Regions from separate parts of the Mus musculus genome. Here regions 1 and 2 are each linked to region 3. A link is a contact called in public HiCAR-type and promoter capture Hi-C data. All regions are on one chromosome and are shown on one strand. The core of a region is the stretch at or near the end of the contact, and the rest is flanking DNA. Distances in the headings are between cores, read along the strand shown.

What was found. Promoter capture Hi-C pulls out the DNA fragments that hold promoters and counts their contacts. HiCAR-type assays count read pairs that join an accessible place to other places.
Region 1: a promoter capture Hi-C map of hippocampal neurons shows a contact between it and region 3, with 5 times the contacts expected there. The contact joins the enhancer-like site here to the promoter of Scn7a in region 3. A contact is called at or near these places in 5 of 39 promoter capture datasets (the C10 cell line, hippocampal neurons, liver and 1 more) and 1 of 115 datasets of contacts at active chromatin or transcription factors (astrocytes).
Region 2: a HiCAR-type map of fibro-adipogenic progenitors shows a contact between it and region 3, with 8 times the contacts expected there. The contact joins the promoter of Stk39 here to the promoter of Scn7a in region 3. A contact is called at or near these places in 3 of 39 promoter capture datasets (the C10 cell line, hippocampal neurons and liver) and 2 of 115 datasets of contacts at active chromatin or transcription factors (astrocytes and fibro-adipogenic progenitors).

Annotation. Positions count from the first base shown.
Region 1 is chr2:68,364,639-68,368,825 of GRCm38.p6, forward strand. Stk39 (serine/threonine kinase 39) reads right to left here. Exons shown (of 18, transcript NM_016866.2): 7 at 3,759-3,860; 8 at 1,436-1,569. Among named protein-coding and RNA genes, the nearest start is that of Stk39, 110 kb to the right of the region's middle. Within about 2 kb of position 2,408, at least 45 of the 459 cell types and tissues checked have an H3K27ac peak or open chromatin away from gene starts, as enhancers often do. A contact at or near this core is called in hippocampal neurons, where this site is marked.
Region 2 is chr2:68,470,324-68,474,837 of GRCm38.p6, forward strand. It overlaps Stk39 (serine/threonine kinase 39), which reads right to left and starts at 1,658. Exons shown (of 18, transcript NM_016866.2): 1 at 1,311-1,658. The coding sequence starts at 1,554. It overlaps Gm13596 (a long non-coding RNA gene), which reads left to right and starts at 2,641. Exons shown (of 4, transcript XR_866392.3): 1 at 2,641-3,682.
Region 3 is chr2:66,782,223-66,786,865 of GRCm38.p6, forward strand. Scn7a (sodium channel, voltage-gated, type VII, alpha) reads right to left here and starts at 2,688. Exons shown (of 25, transcript NM_009135.2): 1 at 2,488-2,688.

The DNA of each region.
Region 1 (4,187 bases), core at 1,158-3,657, 1.6 Mb after region 3:
CACTTTCAGAGCTGGGTGGCATTACTTGTCACAGCCACTAGGTGGAACCTCAACTTATTCCAGAATGCCAGAGGCTGTCAGTAAAGACAGAGAACTAAGCAGAAATGCAAGGTTATCTCGAACCAGGTGAGGAGGGAGGCTCAACCACTTCTCTGTCACGTCATTTTTTTCCCTTGTGGCAATGACGCCCCTCCAACAAGGAAAGGATAAGCAGAACCCGGAGAACAAAGTTAAAATCTAAGAGCATTGTCACCAAAAGGAGAGTGGCAAGTAAGGCCAGGGCAAGATCACTGGAGGAAGACTAACCCCAAAACACCAAAGGGAAGGAAGGACAGGAGAAACACTGGGCACAAACAGCCTGTGCGGATTATTGGTGGGAAATAATTAAAAACTCACAATAGCAAATAGTCCCAAAATACCACAGAGGTTGCTTGTAAGTTAAAGTCTCGCCTAACTGACCGTAATGCTGCTTAAAGAAAAAAAAGTTTAAAAGCTTAATCCATTGAAGAATTTATGACTGGAATAAAGCAGTGCCTTATAACAACAGGGTCCCATCCCTGAATGGGGAACTTTCAGAATATTATTATTTATTATTATTATTATTATTATTATTATTATATCTAAGCAAAACATCAGCACCTTGGGGAACGTATGATAGACTATCCAGGACTGTTAGAGAGATGCCAAATCTATACAAGGCATAGGCTTGCCGCTGATGCGCAGCACTAAAACTCTCCTGTAGATGATAAAGGGTTCTGGGTTCCACTGTCTATGCCAGGGGTATTTCAAAGTCCCGGGATTAAAAAGGAAGAAACAGATTCAAAATGACAGTTGTTCCCGTGCAGGGCAGTAACATTAAGACTACAGAGTAAACACTAAGTTCATTTAAAGCCATTTGCTTCCGCTCACAGGATTAATCTTTCTAGGTAAACTTTCATCTGCTGCTAATCTGTTAATGGCACAGACAACTTGTTCTGCAACTAAAAGGAAGCGCATGCAAAATTCAGTAACTTGGCCTGGTTTAGACTGGAGCTAGCCGGATGTCCTGGGAGGTCAGCTCAGCCTACCTAGTGCAGGTTGCAAGCTCGGCTGCCCTCGCCCCTGCCAGCGTCTTCTGACATCTGCTTTGTCACTTTCTCTTGGTGACAGTACCTACTTGCCTACCCCAAGCAAGCAGGATCAATTCTTCCTCCACCTCCATGGCTTCTTCTTCCCCCCTCACCCTCCTCCAGTCCTGCCCCCTCCCCCTAGTGCTACACCGGCTTCTCCCCCACCCCCACTCCCCACCCCCCACCCCCCCCCGCAGCCTCAGGCTTCCTCCCACTAACAGGATGGTGCACAGAGGCCAGACTTAATGTAGGTTCTTCTCATCCACAAACACAGCTTTGCGGAAACTCAAAGGCCGGCACTCGCTCCCACTCCAAAAGTGGCATACCTTTTGGAAGGATCTTTCTGAAGACACAGTGACAGTAACTTTCTGAAGGACTTGCCGTATTTTTTCATCATTTCTTTATCCTCTACACCAGTTTCTAAAGTGGGCGGGTCATTTTGCAAAGTCAGCATTAGCACCTGCAGCCAAAACAAAGGAGGAGCCGCCCTCTGTTGAATGACGGTGGAAGTTTCAGCGTTTCCACACAAAGCACTGCAGACGTGCTTCCCCCATGACTTTAATGGTCCTAAGGTCGCGTGCTGAAAGGGACACACTTTTCCTAGCATATCTGCCCACGCCCTCCTTATCCTTTGGGTTATTCTCAATGACAGAACTTATAAAATTTGTTCTGTGCGTTAAGAATGGTCTCTCAAAGCCACAGGAAAAAATCTTTCCTGGGAAGTCGCTGGCTCTCCCGGGACCTCAGGGAACACGTAGCTGCAGCACAGGCTGATTGGGAAAGAGTGGTGGTCAGGAGACAAAGGGACATTCAAGTGTGAAGGCCATTCATAAGCAAAGAACCTGATATACTCCCCCCCCACCCCCCATCCCCCACCCCCCCGCCCCCGCAACATATCAGCAGCAGCCCTAAAAATAAAGCCAGGGCTTCCCAGGAGGTAAAGGGAACACAACATGAGAAAACTGCTATAGGGGACTGGTTAAAAAAAATGAATAAGATACTGATGGTCGGGATCATAATCATAAGTTACAAAAAAAACTAAACAAAGTACAGTTTCAAGTCAAAAAGGAAATAATTCAACTTTCACACTAAGCGGAGCATTTATTTAAAAGCGAGTAGACTGTATAGCATGCTATTGACCTACAAAATGAATGAACCTCCTTAATGCATAAATCAGGCCTAATTTATGCAAATGCTCTATGTGTCAAGACTCCTTTGGAAGACTTTGAGGCGTGTGAATAGATGGATGTTAAAAGTGACTGTTGTCTGTGAAGACAACAGCCAGAAGGAGAATGTGGCTTCCTGTGAGCTCCTGAAAGAAGTTCCCGGTGAGCGACAAGCTGGGATTAACAAGTGCCTCTCCAGACTCATGTGGGAAAAACAGGGGAGACCGGGAGACAAAGAAACAGAGAACATAAATGATGGATAAAGGATGAGGTTCTCGAGTTCCTCTGGTATATGTTCCATTAAAAAAAAAAAATCTCTTCTATGTTTTACATGTCAACGTCAAATTTTCTGCTTAAAAAAGATCATCAAGAGGTGCACATACATGCATTGAGTATATCATTGACATTTTAACTATATTAAAATCTTAGACAGAAATAGGCATAAAACAGGGTGTGGGGCGTACACTCAGCAATACTATCTGCTCTGCCTGAGGAAGTCCTGGGAAAACCATTAAAAAAAATAGGGTTTATTTTTTGTTTTGTTTTGTTTTGTTTTGAAGTAGGAAAGTAACACCACTAAAACATTAACAGAGATCATTTGTTCTTTGCTCTTTCTATTGGCACTATGAAGTTTCCTACAATAAGAAAGTACATGGAGGTGCGGGTGGGGGTGGGGGGCGGGGGAGTTTGGAAAACAAACAGGGTTCAATCCCAAACCTCACATTCCCTAAGCACTGGCTCTATCCCTAGGCTCCACCCCCACTGCACATTTTATAAACACCGCTAGAGTTAGTGGATCTATTTATGAACAGATTTCTGTCCTTTTAAAATTTCTAAAGACGAAAAGTTGAAAAATAAAACCAGCATAGACCAGAGTTTTGATGAAACATCTTCATCATTTGCCCTGAACAACGGCAGCCTCAAGACAAAGTCTACTTGGGGGAAATTAGAAACGCTGCCGCTATCTCAGAGGTAGAGCAGATAGGAGAATAACAAAAACCTGAAAATAGTACCCAAAGTATATGGTGCCTCAAAACACCGTGACTCACTCCATCAGATGAGCCACAACACCACGCTCTGGGCGCGGGCTCAAAATGGAATAGACGATCTTTATTTTCGAAAGAAAAAAGGAAGCAGCCTGGGACCCATCTGCAAATGGAACAGCCCTCACTCTAATACACTCTTAGACCGTGCTGGGAGACCTAAGATCATCCTGCTCTTTCAGGAGTCGGTAAGGCAGAGGCAGGCAGCTAGCTGCTCGACACTGCACTGAGGCAGAGCGCCTGGCATGCACCAGTTCTGTCAACTCAGCACTAGAGAACGTGAGTCAGCCTTCAACTTGGCCGAATTCCCCCGAAAACCCTCACAAGTCTAAGCAAAAAATAAGCATGTTCAGGAGATCTGAAGAAGCTATGCCCCCCCATCCCCACCCTCCACCAACCCATCACAGTCCCAACCCTACGAGTCTCCCCAGCGTCATTACTTTCATTGGAGGGTATTTGTGGTAAGGCGCTGCTCCGGTTGCTAATTCAATGGCAGTTATTCCAAAACTCCACATATCAGCCTTGAAGTCATAGCCTCTCACCTAAAAAGGAAAAAGAAGATGAAGAAAACAAATCACTCACAATCATGTAGCAGGCCTGTTACACATCAGTACATCTACTACTGTGTCAGATAGCCAAAGCTGTTTATAAAATGTCAGTGTGGCTTGCTAAGGGCTAGCTAGCAATCAGGAATTTAAATCTACACTGTATGTATGACATGTTCTACGATAATAATTGATTGAAATGAAATATTAACACCTGCATGCAGTGCATCAGATCTGTGTTATGTTAGATTAATTAGACACATTCAATATAGCTATATTAGCCAGGCGTTGTGGCACACGCCTTTAATCCCAGCACTTGGGAGG
Region 2 (4,514 bases), core at 408-2,907, 1.7 Mb after region 3:
TACCAAAGTACATAATTACTACACATATACACATTTCTGCCTATCAAACACACAAATAGATACATACATATATACATATATATGTATGTATATATTTATGTATATTTATGCATTGCTGGAAGTCTCATTCACACACGACATAAAAGGGGTTCCTTTGAGTGTCTAGTGAAATTATATTAATTATGTTAATTATAATTGTTCAAGGGAAAAATAGAGAAATCTTTTTTAAATGAAAGAAAAAGATAACTTGAATTTCCCCCCGTCCCCATCTTTAAATATCAAGATTATGAGCCAGCAACATCCCCAGTCCAGAGTTCATAAGGTTATATGATGGGGCCCACTTTGCCTGGCAGCATCGGTGAGGCACAAAACTTCTAAGTGAATGAACCTTTAGGTAAGGTTCTAAGCTAGAGGACACCACAAATATCCTGGCCCTACACGTGTTTGGCTCAAAGAAAAGTAACGCGGGCTTCTTGCCTTTCGACTTTGCCAGGTATTTAAAAATGTAAGATAAGATGGTATTAGTGAGCTGCCTAGGAGACACCGAAAGGCTGGGCGCGGATCGTGGACAGCCTCGAGTTTCACCCCAGCAGATCCTCCCGGAGCAGGGCAGAAGGCCAGCGCGGCCGCTCACCGGCCCCGGGGCTGGCAGCAGGCGGCGCGCCCGCAAGGAGGGAGGCAGGTACCGGGCGCACCGCGCGCAGAGCCGGGTTGCAGGGCGAGCATGCGGCGGCTGTCAGAAGAAGGCCAGCATCCTCCCTGGTCTGGGCAGGCGCCTGGGCCTCTGCCACTACTACGTGGCTGGGCTACCCACCGAGAGGTCATGGCAGGAGGCAGAGGCGCGGCTGCGCCCGCAGGGTCTCCCAGGACGCGTTTCACCCAGCACGGCGCGGGGGCGCGGAAGCCCAGGGCGGCGCCCCCGCATCCCCACCCCGCCCAGGCAGCCCATCCGCGTGGTCAGCGGCCACGAGCTGCGGCCCCAGGGCTCGAGGGGGGAGGAGGATGCGGCGTTACTGGGTTCCAGCTCCGCCGCCCCGGCGATCCGGGAGATAAAAGTTTGCAGCCTGCAGCTCGTCTGCAGTGCGAGTCACATCCGCCGCGCCACCTCCTGCAGCAGCCGCGCTCAGGGAAGGAAGGGACAAATTAAAAATTAAAAAAGACAATAAAATAACTGTTGAAGCCGGTAGGCCCCGAAGCCGGCCGCTCTGCCTCTGGGCGTGCAGGCAGGCAGGAGAACCGCATCCCGCACCCACTCCCGCCCAGTCTCGGCGCCCGGCCTGGACCGGCCCCGCAGCACCCTCCGCACTGACCGATAACCTCCTGGAGCTCGTACGCGTCCCTGCAGATGGGCCAGCCGACCGCCTGAGCTGCCGGGGCCGGGGCTGGAGCAGCAGCTGGAGCCGGGGCCGGGGCTGCGGACGCCGCCGGAGCCGGGGCCGGGGCCGGGGCTGGTGCTGATGTCGCGGCCGCCGGGGCCGTCGCCGCCGCCGCTGTCACCGGGGCCGCCTGCTGGGAAAGCTGGACGTGCACAGGCGAGCCGCTCGGCTCCGCCATGATGCTGCGGGAGGAGAGTGAGGGGACGCGCCGGCCGGCGGACGACCTTCCACTTGAAACTTCCCTAGCCTCGTCGCCCACACCTCTCGGCCGGCGCACGCCCTCCCCGTCCGCCGCAGCCGCCGCCGCCGCCGGAGCCTGCCACGAGGGGAGGGAGCCAGCCGGAGGCCGAGCGGGGCGGAGGGAGGAGGCTGCGCCGCGGAGGCGGGGACGGGAGGAGGCGGCGGCCGCCGCGCCCGCCGCGCGCCCCGATCCTCGCGCGCACGGTGCTCTCAGCGCCGAGGGGAACCGCCGCCCCCTCCCGCCCTGCTCGCCGCCAGGGAAGTTTCCACGCGCTGGGAGCCGGGCGGCTTCGGGGGGTGATTTCGGGGCTTGCCCCGCTCCCTTCCTGCCCTGCCGCGCCTCCGCCCTAGACAATCGCACTCTCCCGAAGAAGCCCCCCTGGGACTCCGAGGGCGGGGTCGTTGAACGGCTGCCAGATTCTCAGCCTGCTAACTCTCCCCGAGCGAGCGAAAGAACCTGGAGTTCTTTTACAAGTTAGCGAGGGAGACACCTACCTACACGGCGTCGGTTTTGTAGGACGCCGGTTAAAAAATAACCCAACTTGTAACTTTCCGGCGCTTTACCTGGCAGGAGCCCTTTCGCACCTTGCCTAATGAAATCGCCAGTGCTGCTCTGAAATGAAACCCGACTCCCTAAATCCCCGGCTTTCTCTTTTGTTCAAAGACACTTGGACCCTAGGAAGGTGATGTCAGGGGCAGTGAAGTTACAAGAAGTAGAGAGGAGAAAGGAGTGTAACAAAATCAGAGCGCAGGCCTAGCATGCTATGGTTCTATCCCCAGCACTTTTTATGTGCTTAAAACCATGCTCGGAGGTAAAGTGCCAGCTTAATACACTTAAGGTCCTTGGTTCGATACCAAGTACAAATGAATACATAAACAGTCACATTAACCCTTTAAGACCCTAAGGTCAGACAGCAAGTTTCTTGACAGAACACTATGAACCTACTGGGGCATAAATTAACTGCAATGGAAAGTTTTGAATAAATGCTGCTTTTTCAACACTCCCCAAATTACCTCATCTTTAAAATAGCTGTGGCAAAACCAGAGATTTTTCTAATTGCAGGTGTCACATTTGAATGTTCAACTCTCATCCCTCACAGAGGTGACCACTATTAAAAGATTCTTGTCTCAGGCTGGAATGGTACTCTGACTCAATAGGCGTATTCGTTATGTGGCTGACATTAGGCTGGCTGGTTCTCACGAGACAGCCAGGCTTGAGAAAGAACAAAGCACAGGAGAGCCATGAAACTCTTAAAGGGATAAAAATAAAAATCTCCTTAAACTCTTTAAAAAATAATTCAAAAGAAACTTAGACATTTGCTAGGAGAAAAACCAGTTGTCTGGCAAAAGCAATGACGTTAACTGTTTACTTAACCTCTTAGGGCACTATGGGACAGATGGATAAACTAGCAACTAGCATGACTTGCTCAAAGAGCTAATATTTATGCTGCTAAGAACTTGTATTTCCTTTTGTGCAGATATACTATTTTTTAAAAAGCCAGCATATTTGTTTTAATTTATGTCAAGAAATAGACTACTTCATAAACAAACTCTAGGCCTCTGATGAACAGGGCAGTTATCCCAAGTCACTGGTTACCTCTCCCTGAGCTGCTCCCATTTCATCCAAAGAACTTTTAAGGACTGCTTTTAAAGGAAAAAGAGACAAGATTAACAGAGCATTCCTCCACGTTGTCATATGAAGTTATGTCTTGACTTTTGATCGTGAAATGGGATTGTGAAGGCCAGGAAAGCCTTTAAGACATGCTAGGAAAACATGATTCACAGAATCGAGGCAGCAACCCCAGACCACTTGGTTTCCCACAAAGAACGACTGTTCCCTCCTCAGAGGCCAGATATCTGTCCTCAGCCAACCACTTTCTAAATGACCACCAGGGAAGCCATTTGTAAGAATTCTCATGAGCTCAAGGCTGTTAGTGCTTTTCAACTGAAGATTAGGTTGCAACAGAAGACTGGAAACGCCAATGTTCTGGCCAGGAAAGGAATCTTCTTTTTAAAAAAATCATCTGGCATGAAACTTGGCTGAGGTTACCAGGGTATAGAATGAGGTATGTAAAGAGCGAGCACGGACCCTTCTCTTCTCTTCTTGTTTTCAAGTCTCTGAATGAATGAATCCTATTTTTTTAAATAAATCTTGTTTGTATTTTAATAGCATCCTTGACCAGAAACACAACATAAACTTAGAGACCAATTTCCAGGAAATCTTAAATACCTCTTAAATATATACATTTCCAAGTGCAAGTACTGGGATCCCTCAGTTATTGATGGAAACATTAACTTCCAGATTCAATCCCATGCTTTTTTATCACTTATAAAAGCCCTGCTCTCTTCTTTATATATAAACCCGATGACAAAGGACCCTGGCACTAGATGTTCTTCTAAATTCAGCTTAGTTACCTGTGGAAGGAAGGGATGGGTATGCCATACACCCTTGCATGTTGTCAATCTGGCAACCATTAGGAAAGCCACTGAGGGAGACAGACACCTGCTCTGTGATGAGGAACAGTCCTTCTTTGTGGGCAATGAAATGACCCGTGCCTGATTCAACCTGTGATTGGTCTTATAGGTTCCATGTGTTACTCCGATGTCCCCCAAACTTCCTTGGCATTCGTAATCCCAGTCCATGAGCTGAAAGTAAAAATACCAAGTCGTCTGATAAAATACCGGCTATATCTATCTCATAATTGGTTTTCTCCTTTCCCCTTAAAAGTTCTCCTGGGGAGGATGGGAGGGAGCAGCTTTCAGAGAGATGAGCAGATGCCGCTCTGTATAAAGAGATCATTGTTCGTAAGGTGAAGGTCCCTATAAAAGAGGCCTGAGGAAAGGGAAGCACAGGGATACACACCCGTAACCTTAGCACTGGGAAGGCTAAGGCAGAGA
Region 3 (4,643 bases), core at 1,438-3,937:
GAAGGCTGATACAAGGGAAATGATGACTGTTTTACAAATTAAGCTCATGGGAAGAAAGAATCTTTGCTAACAGTCAGTGGAGGTTGGTAGGAGTTACAGATAGTCTCATGATCAGCATTAATATTGGCTTGTGAAAATAAAAGGCCAGAATCCCAAAAATGTAACAATAATTTAAGATATAGAGACAATGAATTTGTGAGAAAGCAATGAGGTGGGAATAAAAAGGGTAATGAGGTAAAAATGAGGTAAGCAAAGGGGGTAAGATACTGTAATTATATTATAATTTCAAAGATTAAATATATATTTGAAAGAATGTCTCTTGTGAACAAATGATTCTACCATAAATTCTGAAGACAAGGTTTAAATTGTGGTTAGAGAGAGTTGTGTGTGAATCTCTGGGTCCTGCTCTGACATGCAGAGCTTACTCCAGTGAGGGTTAGAATTGGAAGCATTAGCACAATTCTTATCCAAGGAAAGGCAGGATATTGACTTTCTATTCTCTCTCTCTCTCTCTCTCTCTCTCTCTCTCTCTCTGTCTGTCTGTCTGTCTTTATCCTGTGTATCTCTTATATGTGTGCACCAGAACTTGTGGTGGATGACTCTCCATTTCTAATCTGATAAGACATGCATCACCTCAGTTGAGAAATTTCAATCATAGCACATATCATACCTTGTCCATTTATTTGCTCCACAAGAACCAAGAGACAGAATGTCCAGTGCCCACATGTTTGGTTCTTACCCCACTTCTCCAGGTGAGATTGATAAGCAGCTGGACAGGTCCCTAACATATCATCCAAGGCTAGATAACCCCTATTTCATAGTCTCATGACCAATTTCAGTTAATTCTGTGATTTTAGATATACCCATGAGTAAAGGGGAGCTCAGGTTGCCCTATGCAGAACTGTAAGACTGAATAATGAATATCCGAAACCAAGGATTTTTAATGCCTAAACTTGATTGAATCCATATTAATAATTATATCAAATAAATTCCAAATGGTCTACTTGCTGTGTTTAATATTTTTAACTCATAAAGTAAGGCCATATACCAAAAGCAAAATTTGAAATTAAAAAGAGATAAAGGATAGATCATATTTACAGTAGACCTAAGAGAGCTATAATATGAGTTGTACACCATTTAGAAGGATGAACTCTTACAGGTTATACTATCCTTTCAAGGGTATGCATGATGAGAGGCATAATCAACTTTCTCTTACTCGTGTAATTCTAGAACAGTTTGTCTAAAGACCCCATCTTTCCATATGGATGCTACAGTTCAAATGGGAGTCACACTGGTAAATTAGGGAAAATGCAATAGTTACACAAATGATTACTTTCATAATACAATTCACATAGTCTGTATTAGTTCTCAGCAGGAATTAGTTAAATGTCATTTTTAAAAGTCAGGAGAACAAATTATGATGACGTTAAGAATATATTAACAATTCATATTGTTACACCAAATGCAAATGAAGTATTATAATTCTAAATTCCCCAAATTTTACGGCTGGGATTCTAGTTCAATTAGTAGATAGCCCAACAATTCGTCCAATTATTACTCAGAATATGAAAGTAGGAGGGTAACTGTAAAGTGAGTGAAAGAAGCCCACAGAAGAGGAAAGGGGCTTTTATTTCTTATGGATCTTGGCTGTACTACTTGTAAAAGTAGCAGCTGATAATAGCACCTAAGGGCTAGTCATGGCAGGCAAGGTGCCAGGATTCTGAACACTCCACAGCAGGTTCCTTCTACTGTGCTTTATATTCTCTCTAAACGCCTACCAAAATACTTTCACCCTTCTATTTCAGTTTTTCCTGACCAAAATCCACATGGCACATTGAACAAGTCCATCAGCTGAGACGATTATATGGATCCAGCATTAGCACTGCTCTGATAATTTTGTAAGTGTTGGAGGTATCACAACCAGAATAGCATCATCCGAAAGGAAAAAGACGTCTAGAAGCAACGAACGTGCTTGAGAGATCACATAATACAGCAAATAAAATGTAAGCCATGTTGAATCAAATACTGTCAAACTCCAATCTGCTCAAGAGAGACACACCAATTCCAATAGCATTCCTCATCTGTTTTAATACTGAGGTTGGCACTTCAAAAGTTCCACTCTTGAATGTGCAATATTACCCAAAATACAGAGTCTGAATTCCTTAATAGTATAGTCCAACTCTCATAACCTGCTTCATCTGTTCTGACCATCACTTCCTAGGGAGTTCTAGAAATTTTACAGAAACAGATTATCTCTTGGTTTCAGTTTACCTGGGTGATATACCTAACCACACATGCAAAGCAAGCACCCACCTTGCAACTGTTAGTTCAGGTCTAGATATTACTGTTCTTTTTGATTCTCAAACATTTCCCAAAGATTGTACACGGGGTGGGGCGGGTGAAATGGGACGGAAAAGCGGGGTACAGCCATGAGCTATCCCCAATCCTGGAATTGTCACTAAAAGATAAAAAAAAAAATGTACTTACTTGCTGTCAAATGCTAGTCTTCACTAAAACTCCAGCAAGAACCCCAGATGCAAGGCTCACGAGAGCCCTTTGCTCTCCTGGGCTTGTCTTCTCAGATCTCTACTACGGAGGTTGTTGCAATGTGGTTGCGGTCCACTGCTGCTTCCAGCTAAACACTCAGCCACCAGGCTAGCTCCACAGACCCAGAGACCACCTACAGACAGATGCCTAGCAAGCCTTGTAGCTGTTTTTGTTTCCTTTCCCTTCCTGCCTCTCTTCTCTTGGCCACTCCCCCACCCTCATCTCCAGGCCAGTCTGTGACTCTAGAAGCTAGATAAGCGTGGGCGGCTGATATTGACAGAGACCCAGCTGCAGAGGCAATAACAGCTTCAGCAGTGGCTTTGCATTCCCCTGCTCCCTGGGAAGGATCCAGTCGGTCAAGGGGGATTAGGATTTTGTGAAGAGAGGAGAGAGCTGGGCAAAGACATGAAAGGTCTAAAATGTGGGAGAACAGCAAAAGCAGGATGACGCTAAATTGTGTGTTTGTATGCCACTGAGTGTGTAGAAAAAGGGAGGGAAGTATATTAAGGGGAGGATGGCAAACGCAGGGTCCTGATCTGCAGAAAGCTTTCCCTACACTGGTCTGGCTGCCCAGTAGAACACATGGGGCTAAAATGTCAGCCTGCACTGTCAGCCTTCAGGATGGGAACTGGACATTGCAGTGGATGCTGTTCTGTGCAGGTGTGCAACTGCTTAGGAGGTACTTTATTGGAAGACAAAAACCATTGCATATTTGTGTCATACTCTAGCCACTGGAAGATAAGTGAGGCACAGAGGAGACTGTTATTGTTCTTTTAAAAAATCGGCATGTTCTACATCTAGAATGTGTTCTGAGGGGTTTAGGGAAGATGTGTTTGTTTGTTTGTTTGTTTGTTTTCTGAGATGGAGCAGAGGTTTTGAAACAACATAGACCATTCATTGTATAATCCTATTTTGTCCAGGATTTATTAAAACTATGGTTTGTTAAAAATCAGCATATGTCCATGAATAAAAAAATATTTTACAGAATTTAATCTAGTACTATTATCAAATCTAAAAATAAAAGTAACAATTTTGCAATGCCAAATATCCACTTGACTTCTTTCTCAAAGATGGTACATGGATTTCCAGTTTTTCTTGCCCACATTTTGTAGTGTTATTACAAATGCAATTCTTAGTGTGCAAAGTATTGTCTTGGGGGCAATCTGCCATGCTTACCAACACAATCCTATCTATCTTTTATTATTTCCAACCACAAATATTTTGTAAAACATTCTCAAAGCTAGGCAAATATCATATGGAAAAATTACTATAGCAGTGTGTGTGTGTGTGTGTGTGTGTGTGTGTGTGTGTGTGTGTGTGTGTATTTGTGTGTGTGCATGTGTGTGTGTGTGCATGTGCGTGTGTGTGTGAATGCTTGTGTGTGTATAACTTTAAAATTGGTTTAAATGGAGTTATCCTATAGTGGGAGGAGAATTGCCTTCCATGGGCATCAGATGTTTTCCTAATGCAGAATGCCAGCTACTGGTTACCAATTTTTAAGTTGTCCATCAAGTCTCACAGACACAATTTCCAACATTATACACAATTGTTATTCCTCTTGGTTGCCCTTAAGAAACTCTTGTAGACCCTGTTCCTGAAGATGCTGTATACTTGAGTCATAGAATGGGGATATAAATCTAACATTCACCTGAAAATTTTGTCCTTATTGGATAGCTTTCATAGTGCTAGAGAGTCCTATATAAAATCTCCAGCCCTGACAAGATATACCCACTATTGCATTGTGACACAAATGTTATTATAATCTCTAATCACTTACTGATTGGACCTACAGCCCACTCTACAAGACCGAACTTAAACCTCACATTGTTAACTGGGTCCCAAACCAGTACCCAACTAGATCACAGTTGCTAAGGAAGAACATTTTTGTTTTATTATGTTGAATGAACTCTAGGTTTTAAATTATCTTTTTTAAATTAGTGAATTTCACAACCTTCTTCAAACAAGTTTATTTATTAAATAGAGTTATTCTGCGACAAACAATTGGGCAACACAAAGAATATGGGATGCTTAGTCCTAAAAAGGATATATCACACCCTCTCCTCTCAAGGCCCAGGAATCATTATGGGAGAAGGAAA